2 separate regions of the Callithrix jacchus genome follow, and region 1 is linked to region 2. The links are chromatin contacts, called in public Hi-C maps. All regions are on one chromosome and are shown on one strand. The core of a region is the stretch at or near the end of the contact, and the rest is flanking DNA. Distances in the headings are between cores, read along the strand shown.

Region 1 (4,387 bases), core at 1,598-4,097, 260 kb before region 2:
GTAAAGGCAAACACAATTCTAGACAATAGGTACAATGGTTTGGATGTGTATCCCCTCAAAATCTCATACTGAATTGTAACCCCAACATTGGAGGTAGGAAGGTGTCGGTCATGGGGGTGGAACCCACATGGCTCGGTGTACTCCTCACCACAGTGAGTGAGTTCTCATGAGATCTAGTTGTTCAAAAGTATGTGGTGCCTCTCCCTCCATGCTCTCTCTTGCTCCTCCTCTGCCCACGTGAGATGCCCCCTTTGCCCTCCACCATGATTGAAAGCTCCATGAGGCTTCACCAGAAGCTGAGCAGATGACAGCACCATGCTTCCTCTAAAGCCTGCAGAACCATGAGCCAATTAAACCTCTCTTCTTTATAAAAAACTGCTTAGTCTCAGGTATTTCTTTACAGCAATGTGAAAATGGCCTAATACAGTAGATCCACAAAGCTATAGAAGATTTGGCCAATCTCTGCCCTTATAGAGCTATGGTCAAGCTAGGGAGATAAGTTTACAAGTGAATATTCACGATCCAGTGTGAAAAGTGCAATACTGTGGCTGTGGAAGCAGGAGTAGAAGTTGGGGGAGAGGGTCAAGGAATCATCCATAGAGAATAGGCACCATTGGAGCTGGAAACCAGTGAAGGGGAGGAAGATCCTACCTGGGGTTGGAAAAACAGGGCAGGGGGGTGTGAGTACAGCAGTCAACAGCGGGAAGAGTTCAGGGGCAGGACAGAAGGTAAAGCCTTTCAAATGCCACTGTTGATAGGATCAGACGTCCCAGTGGAGACTGAGGGAGGAGAGAGATCATGGATCCGTTAATCAGACCCTGTTCCAAGTGCCAGGGGCCATCCTATTAGCAGATGTTAGAGGGTACCCAACCTAAGGTTCTCCATTCTCTTTTCCCCTTTCCAATTCCCCAGCCAAATCACGGTTTTGCTTGAGTCTAGGGGAAGCTGGGAGCGTTCTCAAGCTAACCCAACCCCCAGGTTTTCAGTCTCCTTCTCACACCTCCATGCCTCTGTATAGTGTGATCCGGCCTCGTCACTCAGGCCCAGGTCATAACTGACCTCAGCTGCCATTCTCCCGGCTCTGCTTCTAACCCTCACCCTCCCCACTGGCCGCAACAATCTCACCCGCGGCCGGCCTCTCCCTCACCGCCAGCCCCATCCCCTCGAAGCCAACTCTGCCTGGCCCACCATGCCTGCAGCAGAAAGGCCCCAGGCTGGGCCTAGAACACTGGGGTCCTCAGCGACCAGCGCTTTCCAAAGCTGAAGCCAGGATCTGCGGAGGCCCTACTGCCCCCAGGCAGAACCCAGGTCCCCTGCATCCTCTTGCGCTGCGCTCCAAGCGTGTCGTTAGCCAACCCAGAAGGCAGGGCCTGATTCGGGATCAGCAGGGGCTGCAGGGGCTGCAGGGCCGCTCTGAGAGTGGGTGACCCAGGCCCCTCTTGAACCCTCAGGCCCTGCTGAAGCAGAGACGCTGAGCGGGGCCGAGGGGTCTCTGCGGGAGCCGAACCTGCGCCCCTTCACACGCTCCCCTGTTCGAGGGTTCACGGGTCTCTGGAGGCCCAGATACTGGCAGAGTGGCGGGAGCGCTCCGGGGACGAGGACCCGGTTCGGGGCCGCCCTCTCCAGCGCCGGGATCTGGGCTCACCCTCCGCCGCGCCCCGACCCCGCCCCGTCCCACTGGGGGAGCCCCGCCCGCCTGCCCGAGGCCCCTGCACTGCACCGCGGGAGGAATCCCAGCCATTTCCTCCAAGCCGCGCGGTATGTGGCCTGCCCGCCGTCGACCGCAGCGCGAGCCTGGCAGCTGCCCGGGCCCCGCCATACTTCTCAAGATTCCCGGCCAGCCGCCCCCTCGTCCTGGGCCACCAGACCGACCTTTCCGGCAGCTCCAGGCCCATGCGGCCCTGCCGGGCTCCTGCTCCACCCCGTGCCTCTGCCAGAACCTCTCCCAGCCCTGCGCGGTGGTCCCCGGCCCAGGCGCCCCCTCCCCGGAATGCCCCGGATGGTCCCCCGAGTCCGAGCTGGAAACTGAAGTTGACACTTGCTCCGTCACCCTGGAGCAAGTTGCTTTGCCTAAGCCTCAGTTTCTTCTTCTGTGAAATGGGGGCGTTGGCAGGAGTGCCTGCCTCACTGTGCTGCCCGGGCGGGGGGTGTGAAAGAAAAGGAAAGCGTTGGACAACTGTCAACGCGATTTTCACTTCCCTAGGTACCATGAGGGTCCTGGCTTTCCGCACAGGATCTTAGCGCCCGCCCTGCCCCCTCGCCTCTCCTCCAGCACAGTTGCGGGTGCAGCAGGCAGGCCAGGCTTTGCAAGTGGGCAGAGGAGAGGGCTGGGGCCTGCCCAAGACTGCTCTCTGCACAGCTTAAACAACGCCTGAAGGTCCCACAACACGGCCTTCCTCAAGATTCAGCGTGGCCCTCTCCTCAATCACTAGGTTCTTGAAAAGCCCAAAGGACAGTTATTTACATTTTTAAAAAATGATGTCATCGCAGTCTGAGCACGGCCAGACACGTAGTGATTAGGGGAAGTCGAAAGTGCAGATGGGTTCGCAAACGTGGACTCTCCAGTTGTGGGTCTGCAGATGGGGCCGGCCACCACGTGCTCTCCCAGTTCTCTTTCCAAGTACAGATCCCTCTTGAGACAGAACATTTTTCCGCCTTTAATTCTTCCCAGGCGCTGCGGAGGAAGGCGTGAGAGCCAGAGCCCGGGGCGACTTGGAGGGGGAATCGCTTCCCCATCGCCCACACCTGCCTCACCCACACCCACGGCGGCCGCAAATGCGACACCGCGTGGCCCTGGAAAGCCCCGAGTTTCACCAGGCCCAACCACCCGCGGCTTTACAGGCGCAGCACCAAGCGGTGCTCTGCCTGTGTTCCCCCAGACAGCCCCTGGTTGTGATTTGTCATTTCCCTTCCAGCCAGAGTCCCAAGGCCGAGAACCCTTGCAGAGAGATGCGCCCCCCTCATTCCCCACACGCGCCACAGCCACGGGCCGCATAAATAAATCCAGGTGGACGCAGACCCAGAAACACAGGTGCTATAAATATCCCAGCCCAGTCGGGAGACTGAGCTCCCAGGCAGCCCCTTGCCCCCACCCTCCCGAGCCTAGCACTTCCGGCCACCGCAGCGCTGAGGGCGGATCTCCACGCGGTGGGAGGAGCGGGCTCCACCAGGATCGCAAGCCTGGCTTCCCTTTCTTTCTTCTCCCCGGAGCCTCTGGCGGCCCAACCTGAGGGCTTGCCCTCTCCTCTAGATCCACCTCCCTAACTCTCAATCGCAAACCTCCCCCTCCCTCCCCCTGGTATTTTTAGAGGCCTTCTCTCTTGGACCCCACACTGTGTCCAGGCTTCAAGAAACGCTGGCTTCTCTTTCTAGATAGATAAGCATAGTTGGAAGGCAACAACCTCAATCAGATTTTACAATTTAAAATTTGATTCTAAACTTTTTCTTTTTGAAACAGGATCTTGCTCTGTCACCTAGGCTGGAGTGCAGTGGCACCATCATGGCTCACTGCAGCCTTGACCTCCCAGGTTCAAGCGATCCTCCCATCTCAGCCTCCCTAGTAGTTGGGACTACAGGCATGTGCCACCATTCCTGGCTAATTGTTTTGTTTTGTTTTTTGTTTTGTTACAGGGTTTCACTATGTTGCCCAGGCTGGTCTTGAACTCCTGGACTCAAGTGATCTGCCCACCTCAGCCTAAGAATGTGCTGGGGATTACAGGCTTGAGCCACTCCATCCAGCCCTTGATTCTACACTTTTAATAGCATTTTTTAATATGATTAAAACATAGGCTCGAGGCAGAGTAGACCTAAAAGAGGGGAAAGCAGCTGAAGGCATATGCAAAGAAGGGATAGAGCCACACTAGAAGAGAAAGTTGCTCTACCAGAAGGCTGGTACCTAGGAACTCAGTGGGACTTTCTGAGCCCAGCCTCCTGGGCCTGGGACTTGGTGTGGTACAGTTCATTAAATCCCTACTGTGGGGGCAGAAAAGATGTGATACCTTTCCTCACCCATCACCAGGGTCATTGCTATGGCAAAAGACTGATTAACAACAGAAAAGCATGACAAATTTATTGAATCAAAATTTTATGGGACACAGGAGTCTTCAGAAATGAAAACCCAATAACCCAGGGAAAACTTTTTATGCTTAGGTAGAAATACATGCTGTCCATTCTTTTTGAGCCTAAGCATAAAAATAGACAAAAGGAGGCTGGGCGAGGTGTCTCCCACCTGCAATCCCAGCACTTTGGGAGGGTGAAGCTGGTGGATCACGAGGTCAGGAGTTTGAGAGCAGCCTGGCTAACACGAGACAGTTGAAACCCTGTCTCGACTAAAAATACAAAAATTAGCCGGGTGCGGCGGTGGGCGCCTGTAATACCAGCTACTTGG
Region 2 (4,079 bases), core at 1,454-3,953:
ACACCTGTGGTCCTACCACTTTGGGAGGCTGAAGTGGGAGGATCACTTGACTCAGGAATTCGAGATCAGCCTGAGCAATAGAGTGAGACCTTGTTTCTACAAAATATCAAAAAATTAGCCAGGTGCAGTGGTGAACACCTATTGTCCCAGCTACTTAGGAAGCTGAGGTGGGAGGATGACTTGAGTCCAGGTGGTCGACAGGGCTGTAGTGAACTGTGATCATGCCACTGCACTCCAGCCTGAGCGACAGAGACCCTGTCTCAAAATAAAAAATAAGTGGATCATAGATCAAGAAAAATCACATACTTTACTTTTTAATACTGAATCTCTTAGCTGCTTAATAAGCCCCACCTCCAAGATTCATTAACAGCCATTCAACCTTAACCACGTTTAGTAGTTGAGTCTGACGATAACAAGTTTTGTTTCTCTACATCCTCATCAATACTTCTTATCATCTCTCTTTTTTATTCTAGGCATTCTGGTGGATATTAAATGGTATCTCATTGTGGTTGTGATTTGCTTTTCCCTAGTAACTAAAGATGTTAAACATGTTTGTGTGCTTACTGGCCTCCATTTTTGACGAAGTTCACAGAATTATAAATAAGATGCTTTTCATTCAACCACTGGAAAATACCATCCCAACAACTACTTGCTGTCAAGGTGACTCATAAATCTCTACCTGTGCTATTGTTACAGAACTACCTTTTCCATATTATGTTATTTAATGCATGTTATTCACTTTACTTAGTATTAAAAGTTACACACATCTTCCTTATGTTTCCAGGAAAGGAAAAAGATGAAGTACACTTAATTACCAAAGACAGAGCACCTAGTTGGGAGGGCACCTGTCACAATCACTCTGAAATTTACAATTCACATGAAGCCTACACAATATCTCTTCTTTTCAACACAGTTTAAGAAATCTTTAAGTAACTAAGAAGTTCAAATTCTCAAGAGAAACGCAATTCAAGAGAGGTACCAGAAATCTGAAAGCCCTATCTATATAAAACTCATCTCAAGGCAATCTCTGCTCTGAGTGCCAGTTTTATTCCAATATGCATTTTTGGTCGAAAAATTTACTTTTTTCTTACTAAGCAACAAAACCCAGATTATGCTAAAGATATATTAAAAGAACATAAACCAGGTGTGGTGGTACACATCTGTAATCCCAGCCACTCAGGAGGCTGAGGTGGGAGGACTGCTTGAGCCCAGGAGTTCGAGACCAGACTGTGCAACACAGCAAGAGCCCGTCTCAAAAAATATTTAAAAATAAATAAATAAAAGAACATCTACTAGCACCAACAAAATAAACTGTGATATATTTACAAAATGAAATCCCACAGAAGAATAAGAGGATAAAAGGAATTAACTACTGAGACGTACAACACGGATGCATCTCAAAAATATGTTCTTAATAGGCTAGCAGCCAGACACGGTGGCTCACATCTGTAATCCAATCATTTTCAGAAGCCAAAGCGGAACGATTTCTTGAGCCAAGGAGTGGAAGGCTACAGTGAACTCTGTGATTCTGCCATTGCACTCCAGCTTGGGCAAGAGCTGGTTCCATTTACATGAAGTTCAAAAAGGGGCAAAACTATTTATGATGATAAAAGTCAGAATAGGAAGGGGGCTGGGATTGCCAAGAGTGTACAAGGCAACTTCCTAGGATGATATAACATTCCGTATACTGAGGGAGGTGTGGTTATACAGTGGCATAGGTTTGTCGAAACTCATCAAACGGTAATATTTAAGATCCATACATTGAAGAATACACGTCACAAAAGCAGATGACAGAAGTGGCCATTTTCCCACATAATCTGTAAAAGAAATAAGTGTAACACTGCTGACCATTCCTTCAAGTCATTACCAATTTGGTTTCAGTGACACACACTAGTTTCCCTTCTCACTTGTATATTCTTCTAACACATTTTCCTTCTGCACCCTCCCTTCATGTTTCTATACTGTAACTATGATCCAGCCTTTCTTCCCTATAAACTTCCTGGGCAGTCTACCCAACGGATTCTACTACTGCCTATGAGATAAAAGCACCCAAGTTTGTTAAACTCCATCTGCTACCATGACGTATCACAAGCTCAACAGTTATAAATCCCTAACTCTTCCTTCCCGTCCTTCTTATCCTACATTAGAATAATTCTGTTTTTGTTTTTAGAAACGGGGTCTCATTATGTTGTCCCAGGCTGACAAAGGGACGACTGGGAGGCCGAAGGCCAGATGTCTTCAAAGAGAGGGAGAAGACCTAACCTCGGGTCACATTGGGGACTCCACCAATCCATTCCTTTTAGAAGAGGCAAAACCCCCGGGGGTCACCTTGACCTCTGCCGTGGGCCAGACCGAACTTCCACGCCAGGCCAACCCCGCCAGGTGAGCAGGTACACAAAGAGTAGCCTCAGTGACCACCGTACGCTGCTGTGGAGAGGCCCCGGGAGGTGCAAGGAGAAATGAGACAAACTCAACCATGGGCAGAAACCTCCTCCGGCTCCAACGCCGCGACTGACTGTCGCCGAGGCTTGCACCGCCATTTCTCCTGTCCGAGTTGGCACGGAGCCACTCGTACCTGTGGGCTATAGGCCTCCGAAGCCCATGCTCCCGCCAACTTCTGCGTGAAGCCACTAAATTTGTAGTACATGACGCCCGGACTCCGGTTTCCCGCATCGGCTGCCTGCGCGACCGCCCCAGAGAAGGACCCCACCTCCCCGGCTGCGGTCCCAAGACTCAGCGCAAAGACCCAGCGCCGGGACTAGGGCTGCCCAAAGATCGCCTAACTTAAAACCTGCCCACTTAACCAACATTGGGGAACCAAAAGCCAGGGTTCTCAAGACCACGAAAGGCAAAACCAGCTCTAAGAGAGCACGAAAAGGTGCTGTGGCAGAGTCCGTAGGAAATATGAAGTTCCTTCTTTTCCCCCAATTAGATTTGGGCAGTGCCACGACAACTCAAGAAATGCGCAAGCGCTTCGCGGACTAAACCCGGCAGCGACGGAGTCAGGTGGGGCAGGCTCTGGAAAGGGCTAGCTCTAGGAGGGGCCGGCTCTAAGAGGGGCGACTCTAGGCGGGGCCTGGGAGGGAGAGGGCGGGATTTGTGGGTGTGGCCTGGGTAAAGGCGGGGCTACGTCAAGGCCGGATGGGACCTCCACCGGCTGAGAGAGTCTGTGCTGCGGAGCCACCGCCTGGTCATTGGGGTGAAGGCGTCTCTTCCTTTACCAAACTTTACTTGATCGTAGTCTCACTTCCTTCCGACCCAGAGCACCTCTTGAAGTATCCTGCTTTCACTCAGTCTGCCCAGGAGTATAGACCTGTTGGCCACGCTTCCCCTGACCACCTGGTATTGAAGCAAATACAAAAATTTGGAAGCACCTGCTGAGGGCTGTTTAGTACTAAGGGCTGTTAGGGTTTTTGCCCCAGTAATATAAAAATAGCCTCCTGGGCTTTGTGCAGAGGAAATACACATGCAGAGTGACCTTTAGGTACCAGGATGTAAATGTCATACAGTTTCTCAGAACTGGTTTTTACTCTGACCTGAGTTTTAAGGTCATTGGTTATTCATCCTTTTCCTGGCCGCTGCTCTTTGCGATAAATGAGGTAGGGGGAGGGTGATCAGAAACACTTGTAAAATCTGGACCTTGAGCCTGAAAGATGTGGAACTACCACTTTCAGTTCTACTAGTATTCGCTTAGTTCAATTTAAAGATGTCTGTTAAGCCTGTGCTGTGTGCAAGGTACCCTGTAAAAGGAGTATACTAGTTTCTTACTCTCCAGAGATGGACCAAGGCTTTTCTTAGCTTCATCATCTAACCATAGGTTTACACAAACATATGCTAGATGCATTTATGAAAACATGTTGCAAATTGATGGATAACTAACCTTTATATAGCACTTTCCTAAACTCAATTAATCTTCACAACAATCCTATAGGTAATCTCCATTTTACAATACAGGAAAATGATGCCTGGAGAAGCTAAGTAACTTGCTCAGGTCAGGGATAAGTGGCAGAGCTGGGCATCTGGCTCAAGATTTCCTACTGTTAAGCACTATGTTACAGATAAATAGATATGAAGACATT

The links. Hi-C and Micro-C count contacts between places; a contact is called where the count stands out from the background.
Region 1: a Hi-C map of skeletal muscle shows a contact between it and region 2, with 3 times the contacts expected there. The contact joins the enhancer-like site here to the promoter of COX7A2L in region 2. A contact is called at or near these places in 2 of 3 Hi-C or Micro-C datasets (both in skeletal muscle).

What each region holds. Positions count from the first base shown.
Region 1 is chr14:72,746,966-72,751,352 of calJac240_pri, reverse strand. No RefSeq gene overlaps it. Among named protein-coding and RNA genes, the nearest start is that of PKDCC, 56 kb to the left of the region's middle. Within about 2 kb of position 2,847, at least 12 of the 16 cell types and tissues checked have an H3K27ac peak or open chromatin away from gene starts, as enhancers often do. A contact at or near this core is called in skeletal muscle, where this site is marked.
Region 2 is chr14:72,482,529-72,486,607 of calJac240_pri, reverse strand. It overlaps COX7A2L (cytochrome c oxidase subunit 7A2 like), which reads right to left and starts at 2,703. Exons shown (of 3, transcript XM_002757819.7): 1 at 2,576-2,703. The coding sequence starts at 2,647.